Linked DNA regions of Gossypium hirsutum: region 2 is linked to region 1. A link is a contact called in public Hi-C data. All regions are on one chromosome and are shown on one strand. Each heading gives the region's core, a stretch centred on a gene start, on an enhancer-like site or on the middle of the called end of the contact. The rest is flanking DNA. Distances are from core to core; before and after follow the strand shown. Region 1 holds the start of LOC107949511 (peptidyl-prolyl cis-trans isomerase CYP21-4). Region 2 has its middle 7.1 kb from the start of LOC107949578.

Region 1 (4,281 bases), core at 1,744-4,243:
TTTAGCCAATCAAAGAATGTGGGATGCGAATGTGTCATTGGTAGTTTACGCAATGATGGAGATGCAAAAATCTAATCAAGTGATGCCACAGTTTGGGTGGAGGCAAAATAATCTGTTGCCATTGCAAGACATTGAAGCACTGCACAAGCTTGATTTGCAGGGGGAAACCGACGAAAATTGACAAGAATTCCAAAATGAATATATCGACATTTGGGATATACCCATGTGTGAACCTTTTTTCGCACAGAAAATAATGGCATCTGCGAAGTGCATGCCATGGTTTAAACACCACAAGAAGTCATATCTACTATCGGTAGAGGCGAAGAGTAGGCAAGTTTGTCCAAAGAGGCTATGACAATCGACTCGAAATTCTAAGTTTGAACCACGTGGCACAACGGGTTTATCATCGGCTCCAACCCAACAAGGGGAAACGATCTCTGCATCACATCCCGATTGGTTCCCTCCATATTTTCTTCTTCCTTTCACTAACCTCATGTATTTTACACAAGCACCATACTATGCACCATTGTAGAACCCTGCATCTATACCTCCTCCAGGTGTGTTTTTCGTGGCACGTTCGTCCCCAACATATTTCGCCCTGATGATAACATTGATGCCAACATATTCGCCAACAACAACAATTTTAGGATATTATTCGCAATCAGTTTATGCGACACTGCACACTTATTCGTCGATAGTGTCACAAACACCCCCGTGTCATTGTTTTACCAAGGTTTGAGTCTAGCGTTGCAATAAAAACTTTTTAAAATTTTTCAATATAACTATAATAATATTTATTTATTTTATTTTATTTTCGAGGCACTTGGGCTTGAGTATGGTGCTACAATTTTTTTTTAATTTTATGAGATAATTATAATAATTACTATTCATTTTATTTTCAGGGTACTTAGGCTTAAGTTTGTTGTTGCAATAAATTTTTTTTAATTTTCCGGGGTAATTATAATAATCATTATTTGTTTCATCTCATTTTCTTAGGCACTTGGACTTGAGTCTAGAGCAACAATATTTTTTTAAAAAAAATTATAGGATGAATATAAAAATTATTATTTATTTTATTTCATTTTCAAGTCACTTGGGCTTGTGTTGGTGCTGAATAATTTTTTTAAAAAATTTTTCAGGATATATAATAATCACAATTTATTTTATTTCATTTTTTATCAGGGCTTGAGTCTGGTACTGCATTTTTTTTAATTTTTCGAGATAATTACAATAATCACTATTTATTTCATTTCATTTTTGAGGGACTTTGGTTTGAGCCTGGCTGCTACAATAATTCTTTTAATTTTCTAATATAAATATAATAATCACTATTTATTTTATTTTATTTTTGAGGTATTTGGTCTTGAGTATGGTGTTGCAGTTTTTTTTAGTTTTACGAGAAAATTATAATAATCACTAATTATTTTATTTCATTTTCGAGGAACTTGAGCTTGAGTATGGTACTGTAATATTTAGTTTTTTTTTAATTTTTTTGAGATGGTTATAATAATAACTATTTATTTCATTTCGTTTTCTGGGCACTTGAACTTGAGTATGATGCTGTAAATTTTTTTTTTAGAATAATTATAATACATTATTTATTTCATTTCATTTTATTTTTGGGAAATTTGGGCTTGAATTTAGGGCTGCAATAAATATTTTTTTAATTTTCTGGGATAATTATAATAATCACTTTTTATTTCATTTCATTTTTAGGGCACTTCGACTTGAGTCTATACTGCAATAATTTATTTTTAATCAAGAAAATTATAATAATAACTATTTATTTCATTTCATTTTTAGGGACTGGGGTTTGAGTATGGTGCTGTGAAAAGTTTATTTGTTTAGGATAATTATAATAATAACTATTTATTTTGTTTCATTTCATTTTCAATGAATTTGGTATTCAACATGGTACTGCAATAAAATTTTAAAATTTTCTAGATAATTATAATAATAACTATTTATTTTATTTCATTTTCAAGACACTTGAGTTGGAGTATGGTGATGTAAAATTTTTTATTTTTTAAGATAAATATAATAATCACTATTTATTTCATTTTATTTTGGGAATTTAGGCTTGAGTCTGTGACTGCAATAAATTTTTTTAATTTTCAGATATAATTATAATAACTAGTTTTTTTTTTTAATTTCACTTTCGATGCATTTGGGTTTGAGTCTAGTTTTGTTTTTCTTTTCCAAGAAAATTATAAAAATCATTATTTATTTCTCTTCATGTTTAGGACCCTTGGACTTGAGTCTTATGCTGCAACAATTTTTTTTTGGGGATAATTATAATAATCACTATTTATTTCATTTCATTTGCAAGGCACTTGGACTTGGTCAATTGCTGCAATATATTTATTAAAATTTCTGGAATAATTATAATAATTACTATTTATTTCATTTCATTTTCAAGGCATTTGGGCTTAAGTCTAGTGCTATAGTGCTATAGTAATATTCTTTTTTGTTTTGCAAGTCCACCTCTTCTTAGGCTATACAGCTTTGGCCATCTCGGCCTGCCCTGATTCTCTTCAAACTATATTAATAGTCACCCAATTATAGTTTTTTTTCTTTTTTGGTTACCCAATTATTAGTAAATTTTTTTTGTGGTCACTCATCTATCTTGGTTTTTTAGGTGTTTTCATTTTTTATGGTAGCTCATTGGTGACTAAAAAGACAAAATTGAATATTTGGATGACATTTTTGTAACTTTTTATAGTTAGGAAACCAAAAAAGAAATTTACTAGTAATTGAATGACCAATTTGTGAATTTTTATAATTTGATTACCAAAAAATAAAAAATCATAATTGGATGACATCTACATTAGTTTACTTAATTTTCTATAATATATGAAGTATTCTATATCATACGCATTTCATATTAGACCCAAAACTGAAATCCAAGTAACAATTTTATCAGGCCCAATAAAAGGCCTATAAGTAGTAGTTATAGGCCCAATAGCTCTTAATTAATTTCTTCCTTACTTTTTCCATTTCTTTTTGTCGTTAAACGAATGGAAGTAGAATTCAAATTACGACTTTGAAGAAATTAGAATAACCGGGCGAAACAAAACAATTTCTTCAAAACGTTTTCTCTTTCCAGAAAATTCACGCCAAAAAAGGAATATACATGTATTCTCTCTCTCTCTCTCTCTCGATTGATTTTATAATAACCGATTTGAAATTTTGAGGCTTAATCTGCTGTTTTCTCGAGAAAATTCTCTTTCTCTATTTTTTTTTAATTTATTCTTTCAGCAGGGGTGAAAAGTTGAAGTCAGAAATTATCTTTTCTGTTTTGTTGCTTTCCGTAAGCTTTCATATATTCTCAGATCTTAGGATGTTTCAACTTTAGCTTTGTTTCTAAATGCTATGAACTTTCTTTATGTTGTTCCAAATCTTCCGAATAAAGCAATAAATTTAGTTATGAATTGTTTACATACATTTTTTAAACTTTGAAATTTCATCATATATGTACTGTTCCATAGTTGGTAATGACTTTATTGACTTAGGATTTGATACTGACGTCTTTTTACTTGAAAATAATAATTATTCAGGATTTTATTGTTGGAACTGAAGATTTGAGTTGATGGCGAGGATCAAACCACAAGCTTTGCTACAACAAAGCAAAAAGAAGAAAGGGCCAGCTCGAATCAGTGTTATAACAATTATACTCTATAGTTTGATTGTTGTTGTGACTGTGTTTTTTCTCTATGCTACGTACAGACATTGGTCTCAAAGGTGAGTTGCAATTTTTGTATTGGCTATAATTGGAAATAATAAGAATGGGATTTGGTGCTGCAATGTTTGTAAACTATATTATTTTCTCGAAAATAATGTTGATTTATTTGTTGTACTGCATGAACTGCTAATTCCAGAGAAGGAAATCTAGGAATGGAACTGCTTGTGGAGAATAAATTAGGGTTAATGTTTCTTATTTGATGGAATTTGACCCAGTTTTCTTGTCTTTAGGTCAAGAACTCAAATTGAGTACAGGCAATCAGTTTTTAAGGTACACTCTTCATAGAAATTTGTTTATTTATTCTATAATGGGTTTCTTGATAGTCTTTGCCCAATATCTATATATCATCCTTTTAGGACATTTCAAGGCTACTTTTTGCCGTTATTGTTTGCATATGTATCCATAGTTTACATGCTTTACACTACGAGGAAGTTCTCCTTTTGTCTTTATTGTTTATTCGGATATTCTATATTGACTCTGGCTGCCTGTGACTGGTAGGGTGACACTGACAACTCTTTCGTGGATTTGAAGAAATCTGA
Region 2 (4,415 bases), core at 497-2,996, 250 kb after region 1:
TATACCGATTCTTTAGTATGTCCACATCATAATTAGAACCAAATTTCGCATTAAATGAAGCAATCATCTCTGTCCATGCCTCCTTGCAAAATACACCATCAATCTGGTTCCCATTCTGCAATTGCTCAAGCATAAGATCAATGAAAAACCGGTCCATTGGTGGTTTCCAGTACATCCTAGAATGACTAAACAGTGGGTTTGTTGTTGCATTTGGCGTCACCTCCGTTGTGTCCTCCACTTCTTGGGGCAAAGAGATACAATCATCACCCACACCAATTTCATGAACAGCCTCCACAGTTCCTTTATTGCCACATTCTGGTTGAGCAGCTGATCCTGTTATATCATCACCCGAGTGTGATAATGTCTTGGGCAAATTAAAGCCTGGTATCATATTATATCAGCAACATATAAAACCTTCTAACAATGAGATACACCAGACTCATGTTACCTGTACGCTTCTGTTCCTAAAATATCCATGTTTAATGCCTGTGTCCGACAAATATTTGTATATAGATATGGTATATGATCCTCCACATATATGGAAAAGCTTAGAAAATAGAGCATACTCGTGTTATATACGTATTCATATCCAAGACTCAACCCTGAGTACGGGTAACAAAGCCCTAGACAAAGAATTAGTAGTATGAAGGATAGAACTTTTACCCTTTATACCAACTATCCTATCTCGATACAGAAAACAAAAATCATTAATGAAAAAACTTATAAAAGGTCAATGCATATCCGTATCTGAAACTCACTCTAAGTTCAAAACCGGACACGGCGTTAGTCGTGTCAAGGACAAAATTATAACCCTTTTTCCAAATTACCCTATCTCCATAAATAAACACAAAGATCATTCATGAAAAAACTTAGAACAAATTCATGCGAACTAGTCCAGAGTCCGGACATATTCATTTTCAAACCCAACACTCAAAGTGGACCACCAAACTTAAGACCTAGTAGTATCAATTATTGAATCATTACCTGTTTTCCTAGCTGAATTATCTCCATATATAATACCCAGATCATCGTAGTAAGGAATAGTTTTAACTCTGTAAGGACGTACATCTGGGTTTACCTGTAAATAAGCAAACCCGTAAGATCCTGCAATGCAAAAAACCCTCAAAATCATCAAATAAGTAAAGCATTGAACCTTGATATATTCATCCCAGATTTTGTTCTCGGCGATCACCATTTGTCGAGTCGAATCCCAGTTAAAACCCTTCTGATTCAACAGATTCTTAACAGCTTTGTACAGATTCCTCAGTACTTTGTACCGGTTTTTCAGCACATCCATCTCGTATTCGAACTTGAACCTCTCGTTGAACGATGAATTCATGTTCATCCATGCCGTTTTGCTGAAAACATAATCATAGAACGTAATACGTTCATTGTTTTGCTCCAACATGAGATCGATGAAATATCGGTCCATCTCGGGTGTCCATTTCGTCCTTGATCGATCCAAATTGCTCTTGGCACGGATACCCATTCTTGAACAACTTAAAAGGACAAGGCATTATCAGAATTGAAAGGCAAGAATTATGAATCAATGTAAACATTTGGGCATGAAATAAAAAATAAAAATAAAAACGACCCATAAAAGAAAAAGGAGAAGAAGAGAGAGAATGGGTTTAGTTGAGTGAAAAATGTATACCTTGGATTCGAACATGGGAAAATAGAGGGGCAAGAACCTGAGTTTTCTGCAAGTGTAAGGGTAAGGTTTTCCTGGATAGTGCTCCGAATGCTTGGCGGCTGGAATTAGATAATAGACATGAGGAGTGGAGTATCCGTGATTTGGAGTTATCCCACTTCTGAAGGATAAGAACGTTGATAATTTTTCATAGATTAGTTACAGCCAAAATTACAATTGTTCTTTTACAAGCTTAGGCAAAAGGTTTGATTGTTTCACTCAAAATAGATTTTGAAAAATATTTTAATTTTTTATAAAAATTAATATTATTTATTGTTTAGATAAATTTATGGAAAATATTTTATGTTATTTTGACAGATTTTTTGAAAATATTTCATAAAAATTATTTTCAATGAAACAAACATGCATTTAAGATTTATGATAAAGAGTTTAAAAGAAGTAGTAAATTGATTACAAAGTAATGTTAAGGTGAAATTATAGTAAATAATGAATCTTCATGATGTTAAGGATTAAATTGTAAACTTTATAAAATTTATAATTGAAACAAGTAAAGCGATATGCATGAAAAATTGTCATGTGAAATAATATAATGAATTATTTGATTAAAGTGCTTATATGGTGAAAAATAAATTCCATCGAAATAAGGACTAAATTGAAAATTGTAAAAAAAATTTAAGTGTGAAACAATTCAATATGTGAATATGGAAATTATGATTAAAGCTTATTGAATGTGTTATGAGATGATGAAATATGCATAAAGTATTGTAAAAATGAGTTGTGGAAAAATATGAAATTTTTATGATAACAATGACTAAATTGTTAAACTTGAGAAAATATGGGGGTGAAATAATAGAAGTAGAATACATAGAAATTTGATATGTGAAATAAGATATTGAGATAAATTATGTGATTAAAGTGTAATAAGAAAGAAAATTGGTTTAATATGATTAATTAGTGAATAATAAATTCTTATGGTAAAAATGGACTAAATTGAAAAGTTATGAAAGTTTATAAGAAAATATTTGATAAGTGAAGAATGTAGTAGAGAATGTAACATTTCGGTGTTTTGATCCGATGTTCGGGTCAGACATGGGGGTGTTGGCTAAATTAACCATTTATGCCCCCCACAAGAAAGTTTATTAGCCAAATAGGTCGTATTTTTGAAATTTTAGAGAAATAGATCGATTTTAACGAGAATGTGTGAAAGCCTGTTTAGCTGAGCCCTTTATGTATAGGTGGCAGGAAAGTGCACCCAACCCGACACACTTTCTGTTTAAATAACATTTTTTTACTTTTTAAATATAATTAATATTTTTGGTTAGATGTTTAAATGTTAATAGTTCGATTCTTTTCTTTTCCCACTCACATTTGTATTTTTTATTTCATTTTTTTAAGCTTTTGATTATTTTTAATTAATGTTTTTAACATATTAGCTCTTGTAAGTTCAATTTCTCATCTTCTAAACATATTTGTAATTATTTTTAATTAATAAATATATTATTTTCAATTTTCAATTTTATATTTTGAATTCATCTTTTTAATTAATATATTTTTTATTCATAAAATCAAATAATTATTACAAATATCATTAGTTTTAGTAAATATAATTTTTATATGTGTAATATTTATTTTTCAATACATATCATGAGTGTAAATTTTAATATTATATATTTTTGTATGTATATTTAAAATATTTAAAATAAAAAATAAGAAAAACATAAAATCTTTAATCACCAAACACTTCTATAGTAGTTACTATACGTCACATTCCAATACGCCAGAAAATTGTAAGTGGCAGATTATACTACGCTAATCAAATAACTTTACAGCTTTACGCCTTAAACTCAGATCCGCCAAACTCAGGATGTGACATTCATCCTTCTACAGTCTTGTATTATAATAAATTACAGTAATTTCATGCTAATTTCAAAATATTCACATTTTAGTCCCTAAGTTCAAATTTAATAATTTCCACTTTACAAACTAGTCTCCTTTTTTTTTTTAAATCTAAGCTCAAAATCTATCAATTTAATACAAAGAAGTTTCAAGATTCAACAATGACAACTTTTTTTAAACTTTAACAATTTCGCAAATTGATATACGGGCTAACTAAATCAAACTTTCAAGAACTTTCAAGACCCAAAAACATAAAAATTATAAGCTTACCAAATCAAGGACTAAAGCTTGAACGTTGGTAAGGGTTTTTTTTTTCCTACATACGGCCTTTGGAAGAAAAGATGAAAGAGAAAATTTTTTTTCTTTTAATTTCCTTTATATAGTTAGATTAAATTTAATAAAACTTGGTCAATTAACTTAGTACTACACATGGTTAAGCAAATATAAGTGGATGATGGCATCATCATCCAACATCCAACATTATAAATAGGTTCAATTGTTCAATTGATCCTTTAACTAATTAAAAATTCATAGTGATTAATTTTTACCACTTTTATAATTTAGTCCTTACATTTTAATTAACTCTCCTATTGATAGAATTAAAGAACCAAAATTTAATTAAACCTTATACTAATCTCGTAAATATTAAATATAATAATGTTTACAAACTCACTCATCGAAAATAGAGTTCAAAAACCATTATTTTCGATACTATTGAAAAACAGGCCGTTATAATAATAAATTTAGCCCTCCAATGTTTACAAATTCTATCAGTTTGATCCTAATTCTAAAAATTCAATATATTTAGCCCTTAACCTTACACATTCTACCAATTTAATCTTGATTCTTAAAAATTCAAAATAAAAAA

Evidence for each region. Hi-C and Micro-C count contacts between places; a contact is called where the count stands out from the background.
Region 2: a Hi-C map of leaf shows a contact between it and region 1, with 1.7 times the contacts expected there. The contact joins the enhancer-like site here to the promoter of LOC107949511 in region 1. A contact is called at or near these places in 4 of 34 Hi-C or Micro-C datasets (callus, leaf and seedling).

Annotation. Positions count from the first base shown.
Region 1 is chrA08:5,276,624-5,280,904 of Gossypium_hirsutum_v2.1, forward strand. LOC107949511 (peptidyl-prolyl cis-trans isomerase CYP21-4) reads left to right here and starts at 2,994. Exons shown (of 8, transcript XM_016884174.2): 1 at 2,994-3,135; 2 at 3,558-3,741; 3 at 3,973-4,012; 4 at 4,241-4,281. The coding sequence starts at 3,590.
Region 2 is chrA08:5,532,010-5,536,424 of Gossypium_hirsutum_v2.1, forward strand. It overlaps the pseudogene LOC107949575. Among protein-coding and RNA genes, the nearest start is that of LOC107949578, 7.1 kb to the right of the region's middle. Within about 2 kb of position 1,747, at least 7 of the 9 cell types and tissues checked have an H3K27ac peak or open chromatin away from gene starts, as enhancers often do. A contact at or near this core is called in leaf, where this site is marked.